Linked DNA regions of Anser cygnoides: region 2 is linked to region 1. The links are chromatin contacts, called in public Hi-C maps. All regions are on one chromosome and are shown on one strand. The core of a region is the stretch at or near the end of the contact, and the rest is flanking DNA. Distances in the headings are between cores, read along the strand shown. Region 1 overlaps FAM110B (family with sequence similarity 110 member B). Region 2 holds the start of SDCBP (syndecan binding protein).

Region 1 (3,719 bases), core at 652-3,151:
AAAAAAGTCATATCCTACACTTCATTAGTTTTCTCCAAACCAGGGTGGTGAAGAAAACAGTGACGGGTGGGAAAATCTTGGAGCACTCGTGTGGGGGTCCCTGTCTGGAGCTTTGCCTCACCCCCTAGGGTGGCTCCAGGATTCTTGCTGCTGGAGCACATCCCATGTAAAGCCGTTCTGTGGCTTGTGCATCTTCTTGTAGAGGCCTGAATTTCTGCAGTTAGTTTTTTCTAGAGGAAGTTACTTCGGGGGGAGAGGGGTGTGGATTGCCTCTTTTGTATGATTGTTTTTCCTAAACTGAACTCTTTTTAAAAATTCAATAGCTTGATAAGCACCTGGCTACTATAGACTAGTCCCTGCTGATATGCAGAAATGACTCAGGATGAGTTATAAGCTCTATTTTTCTGAAGCTTTTTTCTTCAGCTTGACTATTGTAGTATTTATTGTCATAAGAGATGCACAAATCTTCCACCCATGGCACTCCCCTAGTAAATGAACAAGCTAACCAGAAGTTCATGTTGTTTCCTTAGTGGATACATTTTCGGAGATGATGAAACTTGTCAGTTACAATGGTTGCAGAAACACAATATTAAAATACTAGGTATATGATTTTATTACTTCCCTGAAAGAGCAATAAACAAAATAAAATTCTGGAGTTTGTGAGAATTTTAAAAGGAGGACTAATTAGCTTCCTCTCCCTCTCTTTTTTTGAACACAGTGAATGTTATCTCCATTGTAAAGGAATTTAACTTCTGTGGTGAATCAAATATTTTTTTTTAAAACCATAATCTTTTGGGGGCTATGCCAGAGTGGGAAAGTTTACGGATTTAAGGCATTAGGTGGCATAACCCTACTATTGCATCTACCAGACTTAGTCGCATAATGGACTTGATGTAAAAACCAAAAAACCACAAACAAACAAAAATGGGGCCAGTAGGTCACGTTAATCAATTGTGTGCTAATCTCAAGCATTAAATGCCTGCTGTGGATTTTTCACTTAGCCCTGGTTAGTGCTGACCTGTATCAATATGGGGCATTGAGCTGCTCAGAAAGCTGGGGTTCCTCGTTCTCTGCTCTGGAAGGAGCTCCTCATGGAGGAGGAAAGCTCTCCATACATGTTACATAGGGAGTCTTAAGTGGACTTACTGCAATTTTACAACCGTGGTTGCCAGTTCTGGGGCTGTTGCCCAGCTTGCCAGAAGTAGCATTATTCCACCGAACGTAGCTTGTCGAGATAGGCCTTATTCTTCTGTAGGGCTGCTGATGTCATGGTGCTTATCATGGTAAGTCATCCAGAATTACCTGCTGTGTGATAAGACAAAATGTTTCCACTCAGGCCTGTTGAAATAGTTTGCTTCATCTTGGTATATTTTTAATTGTTTTGATTTTTTTGGAGTTTCTTAGACGTTGTGTTGAATGAAAATAAACCCTGCTTATTTTTTTCCCAAGAACCTAGTACCAGGCTGTCTGATTTGTATGAATTCTGTAGCATGCAAAGAATAGAAAATCATTTTTTCATTGAACTCAGTGGTAGTTGACTTCATTTTTCATCATTGTCCCCGAGTCCTCCTGCCGTTGCATTAGAAGAGCTTGTTATCCTAGCAGTTAATAAACTCCTTAATAACAGGGTTCTTAATGGACTTAATAAGCATAAATGCTTATGCTAGATAAATGCATAATCTGCCACCTAAATCAGCCTTCCCTGGTTTGTACATGCCAACATCTTCAAAATAATTTTCTGATCTATAAGGTGTTTTCAAGGAAGAGACGTGTTTATGCATAGATCTGTTTAATAGTGCTTAAAAATAAAAAAAAAATAAAAAATGACTCACTCTCTCTTAGTGCTGCTGCCTGCCGCAGCCACAATTTGTAACTTATATTAGATTAGGTGCTGTAAGCCTCCAGAGGAGTGAAAGTATTTTCTCATGTGTCACACGAACAGTATGTGATAAGAAGCACTCTGGTGAACTGTTTAAGCAGAGAGCAAGCCTTAGATAAGTGACCTCAGCCAAAAACTATTCAGTCACTTCAGTGTGATTTAAGTTATCTCTGCCCAGAATTGCTTGGCATTAAAACTTAATTATTCTCATATCCAAGCTTGATATATTCACATCAATTCTAGATGAAGTTTTCTGTTACCTGTGGATTATTCCTGCAGGGGTTTTGTCCTCTGTTGAGCTTTCTAATATTTACATTGTCTTTCTCCTCGGTGTTCTACTAATAAGACCAGATAGGTTCAAAGGAATGGATAAACCTATATACCCCATGCTTAATTTGTGACTGTTTCAAGTTACATCTTGATAACCCATTTCTATAAGAACACGTTCTTTTGCAATGCTCGTTCACTTGAGTTTTCACTATGATAGGCAGCCTGTAATGAAAATGTTGACTCATCTGAATGATATTTTTGTTTTCTTTATTTTGTAAGTCAGATTGCAAGATAATTTCAAATTACAAGTATTAGATCACATTTTTCTTGAATGATTGCTTATGATCTTTGCCAAGTTAGTTCTCTTACTCACCTACTTTAGTCACAGGCAAGGTTTTAAATTTCAGTGTTAAGGGAAGCAGAAGAAAGTGTTTATATAGAGTCCTGGATGATGATTACTTCATATCTCGTTAGCTTAATATTTTGAGTCTCTTCAAATTAATGGTACTCCTTGTGTTAAAGAACTTTGTGTAAAGAACAAAATGGATTTGTCTTGTAGCATAAAATACGGGTAATCTTGAGAAGCACTAAGGCCTGTAAGGTGAAGCCTGGCTATGCATGTAATATAGCTTTCCATTCTTCTATAGATTGAGCACCAGCACCCTTTAATTTTCAAATGCTTTAATTCTAGTGCAAGTACTTGAATGACTCACCAGTTATCTAAAGCATCAGGTAACTATACCTATATTTAGCTTTGTTCTAGCTTCTTATCCTTGTTTCTATCTTAATTTTCTCAGTTGGAAGCTACAGTGAGTTTCGTCAGTGTTTAGAAAATCAAAAACCCCAAACAACCTGGGAAGCGTTCCCAAGTGTTCTCATGAGTACAACCGCTTCAGGCTCTTCAAAGGCTCTTTCTGCTGATGGTCAGGGGATGTGGAGAACAGGTCCTCTAGCTTCTTTCACAGTACCTTTAAACGCAAGGTACATAACCCCACCTGCCAGCAGGCAACACTTTCAAGTTGGAGGTGATACTTTTCTTAAAAAGAGGTGCCTTCCTTCTGCTACTTGCTGTGGGCTCTGCCCTGGTTGTGGTGTCCCTGATACGGGCTAGCTCCAGTGGTACCTTCGTTCTGCTGGTTGGGCATTGCCAAGATGATGGTCCCAGGGGGGTTTGATTCAGGCTGTCTGAACCCTAAGAAATGCACAATGAAGTGATGCAAGTGAAACTCCCAGAGAAAATGGGAACCAGTTAATTTAAGAACATGGTTTTAGTTCGTAAAAGATAGATCAGAGATTTCCAGACCCCAGCCTTAACTACTTTCCTTGTTCGTTGAGGAAATGCTGTGTGCTACAGACGGCAGTACTTAACCATGGGTCGGGATGTCTGCCTTTTTAGCTCATTAGATCCAAGTGCTGGCTTGCAGGGGTTCAGACAAGAAATCAATACTGTTTTTCCATCTGGCTGCCTTGAAGACTATGAGAATTAAAACTGTTTATCTGTGTAAAGAGGAGAAGGAAAAAAAAAAAGCTACATCCACACTGCTAGAAGTACAGCTAGCAAATACGAACT
Region 2 (3,719 bases), core at 384-2,883, 210 kb after region 1:
TTTCATTCCCCCAGGTGGATGTGGTACTGAAGCTACAACCTGTAACTTGGACTTGGACACAACGTTCATCAAACAAATAATAGACTATACAGAGATGAGTGTTTGGGCTAGGACATCATCATAAAGAATGAATGTCCTTTGCAGCCTCTAGGGTAAATGTGCATTGACAGTGTAGGTCTGACATCCACTGACAAGCACTGCTACCTTGATAGCAGGACGTCTCAAAAGATAACAACAAGGGATAAAGTAATGCCCAAAACAGCAAGTAACAAGGTAAGAACAGTGTCTCTGCAATGAAAGGGACCAAAACAAAATATTGCCCTTCCATGGTCAGAACCAATAACCAGCAGAACTGCATCGCCTGGACAGCAGTCAGTGGTATATCTGCCATCTCCATGCTACAAGGGCACTACCATGGTATGGATTCTCCAGGGTGGGTACAGGGCTTCACTGCATGTGGCTCATTGCAGGATGAAGAATTAAACCCCTTTTTGAGGTATAAATCTTGTAAACTTTCCACTTCACTTATGAGGACTGGAAAACACACATTGCAACAAAAATCTCCGTTTAGCGTTAATTAAGGTTTTAATTGCACAGGTAGGTCAAATGACGAAATAGCCTGTTAGTGCCAGAAGGAAGGGAATCCCTTCCCTCTCAATCCCATTTCTTCCTCCTCCTCCTTTCCCCTGTTCCTAGCCACACCCTCCCTTCCCTTGCTCTGGCTGGCGCTGGTGCTCACGAAATCCTGTTGTTGCTAGTTTAGCACACCAGCCCAGCAGAAAAATATTATTTTTTTTTTTTTTTGGGTGGATTAGCGTTGTGCTGGAGCAGTGAGTTTAAAGTGTCCCACAGAAGAGCCTGACAATTGCTGGGACTGGCTGAGGACCAGCCAGCAACTACAGGGCAGGAGAAAGGGACTGGAGGTGGGAACAGATCTCCCTTGGGGCTGGTGAGCTGTTAAACAACATTGTTGAATGCTCAAGTTTATTTAGTTTAAGGGAAGCTTTAGGGCACTCAGCATATTTAACTAACTGTATGGTGAACAAACTTCACCATCGGGCAGTCCAGTGAAGAAAGATTTTAAAGACTGAGAATTGACAGTAGCCAAGTTAATACTAGAAGCATGGCAAATGCGTAAGAATTATGATAATTAAGTATAAAAGCCGTATAAAATTTCTCTGTGTTGGGTGTTCTTTACGTGATGGTTTCTCTAGGGGAGTTTCTCCAGCCGAGCTGTGGGAAGCCCTGCGTTGGGCGGTGAGCCGCAGGCCAGGTGATGTGGTCACGGCAGGCTCTGCGACGTCAGGACTTACGAATGCATGACGAGGGAAGGGAAAACAAGACGAGATTAAAAATAAATAAATCAGTAACCGAAACGACGCAGCAGGAAGAATTTGATTTTAAAAAGGACAATGGATATAAAACGAAAACGAGCCTTTCCTCAAGGCAACCAAGCGATGAGAAGGCAGTAAGATGTGCAACACGCCGCGGGCAAGGCACCGCATGTAACGAGGGACAAGGGCAAAGCACCGATGGCCGGGACCCCTTCCCCGTGGGGGGCCGGGCCACCCCCAGCCCCGGGCTCCCCCCCTCCGGCCACCACCGCCGCCCGGCGGCCGGGGCCCGGCCCCTTCTCTCCGCCGCCGGAGCATGCGCGGGGCCGGGCCAGCTTCGCCGCCGCCCCCGCTCCCCTCATAGCGGCGCCGCCGGGAGCTGCCGGAGCCGCTGGTGCCGCCGCTCGTCCCTGCGCTGAGGGCCGCGACCGAGGGCAGCCGCCCGGGCCGGAGGTAGGGGGGGGGGGGGGGGGTCGGGGGTCTTCGCTCCTCTTTGTACTTGGGCACGGGGCGGCTTGTGGGGAGCGTAAGGGGGGAGGAAGAGGGGGAAGGGGCGCGGCGGTATCGGGGGAAGGAGGGAAGGAAGGGCTTCGCCCGCAGAGGCTGCGCGGCCGTCGCTCCGTGCCCGGCGCGGAGGAGCCGCCGAGCAGCCATTTCGTGGGGCCGCGGCGCGCCCGGTGCCGGGGGGCGGCCGGCTCCGTCCCTCCCTCCCTCCCTCCCGGGGCTGCCTCCCGCACCGGGCTCCGCTGGTCGCCGTGGAAGGAAAAGCGCGAATAAATAAAGTCTGTGTGCGCTGGCGTCCTCTCAGTGTTTTGGGATTGGGGGAGAGGGGGTTTGGGGTCTGTACTGCCTTCTTTTTAGGGTTTTAGGGCTTTTTAGGGCCTTCTTTTTAGGGCTGCATAATGTTGCAGAGCTGGTGTGGGTGTGTTGTGCCTTTTGGGGCGAGTGAGCCCTTCTTCAGGTCTGAAATGGAGGCAGCAGATTTCTGAGCAAAGTGCATAGCAAGAGCGAATGCTCAGAGGCCGATTAGATAGTATCAGAAAAAAAACACTTTTTTTTTTTTTCCTCTTTTATTGGAGGACACCTCTTGCAAAACAGTTCCTGTGTTCGTGCTGTCTCAGCTCGACCTTCGGGAGGTTTTGTCCTTTAAAGACAAAACTTCATCTCATGGCTTTCTAGCTGTTCGGGAAGCCAAAACCAATACCGTAGATGCTGGTTTTGTGGCCTGGTATAATCTCTCTACAGGTATAAAATGCTTTTATTCCTTCCCTTTTACCCCCTCCAAATACCGTCTGCTGCCACTTTCAGAGACAGCAGTTGCCACGGACAGGTCAGACTTCGGTTGGCTCTTAGCCTACATCCAGCTCTGTTGTTTCCGACCCAACCAATGTCGGGAAGCCCGTCATCTTCCAGTCGAACCACTGTGTGTAGTAAGAGCCAGCTCCTACATACAAAACTTCCTGCTGATAGCCCAAGATTGTCACGAGTGCTGCCTGTGTCTATGGTCTCTGCCCAGTGGTCAGGCACTTCCCTTGGTAAATAGGATCCTCTTGGTGAGACAACCTGCTGGCGGGGCTGGCAGCTGGGTTTCTGAGCTTGAGGGTACTCGGAAACTGGCACTTTCTCCTTTTGCTTTCATTTCTGCTTTCCTGGAAGCTTCAGGTTACTACTATGTGTGTCCTCCACAGGATGTAGGAGCCTGTAAACAATCAGGGCAAATAGTTCGGTGTCGGTGTAGACTGGGGAGTCGCCCACCTCCCTTCCTCTCCGCTTTGTGGTTACCACTCCCCAGATCCTGCAGAAAGCCATGGCTGTTCAAACTTCGTGTTCAAGTCTGTTTTTGTTGTGAGTCATGGACGGATTCTTCCTGAGATTACTGGCAGTCCCCGACAGTGACGATTGTTGCTAAACAGTCATATTTTAAACTAAATAGGGTATTTTGGGGCGTCTCACGTTACCTAATGAGTGGTTAGACGTGTACTTCGGTGTTACAACTGCCTGCGCGGAAATTGAAAAAGCTCCTTGCTGATGTAAAAGCAACAAAGCTGGTATGCAGAGAGACAGGCTCACTGAATGCAGTGACAGGGGTGACCGTTATTCTGGCTATTTATTGAAAAACCAGAAATAGTAACCAGTGAGATTTTAAGGAGGGAGCTGGCAGGGCAGCTCCTTGGTGGCCGTGACAGACGGTTGGATTTGGAAGCTTCCAGCTGGGGAAGGGAGGTGGCCTGGGCGGCGGTGCCAGAGCGGTGGGGTAAGCTGCTGGAGTGCTTTCTGAAGTGTTTGGGGAGCTAATATATGTTGAGTTTTGCTAGTACTCTTCTACAGAAAGCTCCACGTTCCTCATAATAAAGTAGAAGAAGTTTCAGATGACAGTCTGTGGCA

The links. A called contact is a pair of places that touch in the nucleus more often than the background predicts.
Region 2: a contact with region 1 is called in a Hi-C map of granulosa cells, with 1.5 times the contacts expected there. The contact joins the promoter of SDCBP here to the enhancer-like site in region 1. A contact is called at or near these places in 2 of 7 Hi-C or Micro-C datasets (granulosa cells and liver).

The regions. Positions count from the first base shown.
Region 1 is chr2:123,683,225-123,686,943 of Taihu_goose_T2T_genome, forward strand. The region is part of intron 2 of FAM110B (family with sequence similarity 110 member B); the gene reads left to right. Among named protein-coding and RNA genes, the nearest start is that of FAM110B, 41 kb to the left of the region's middle. Within about 2 kb of position 1,902, at least 1 of the 3 cell types and tissues checked has open chromatin away from gene starts, as enhancers often do.
Region 2 is chr2:123,892,906-123,896,624 of Taihu_goose_T2T_genome, forward strand. It overlaps SDCBP (syndecan binding protein), which reads left to right and starts at 1,634. Exons shown (of 9, transcript XM_048072393.2): 1 at 1,634-1,787.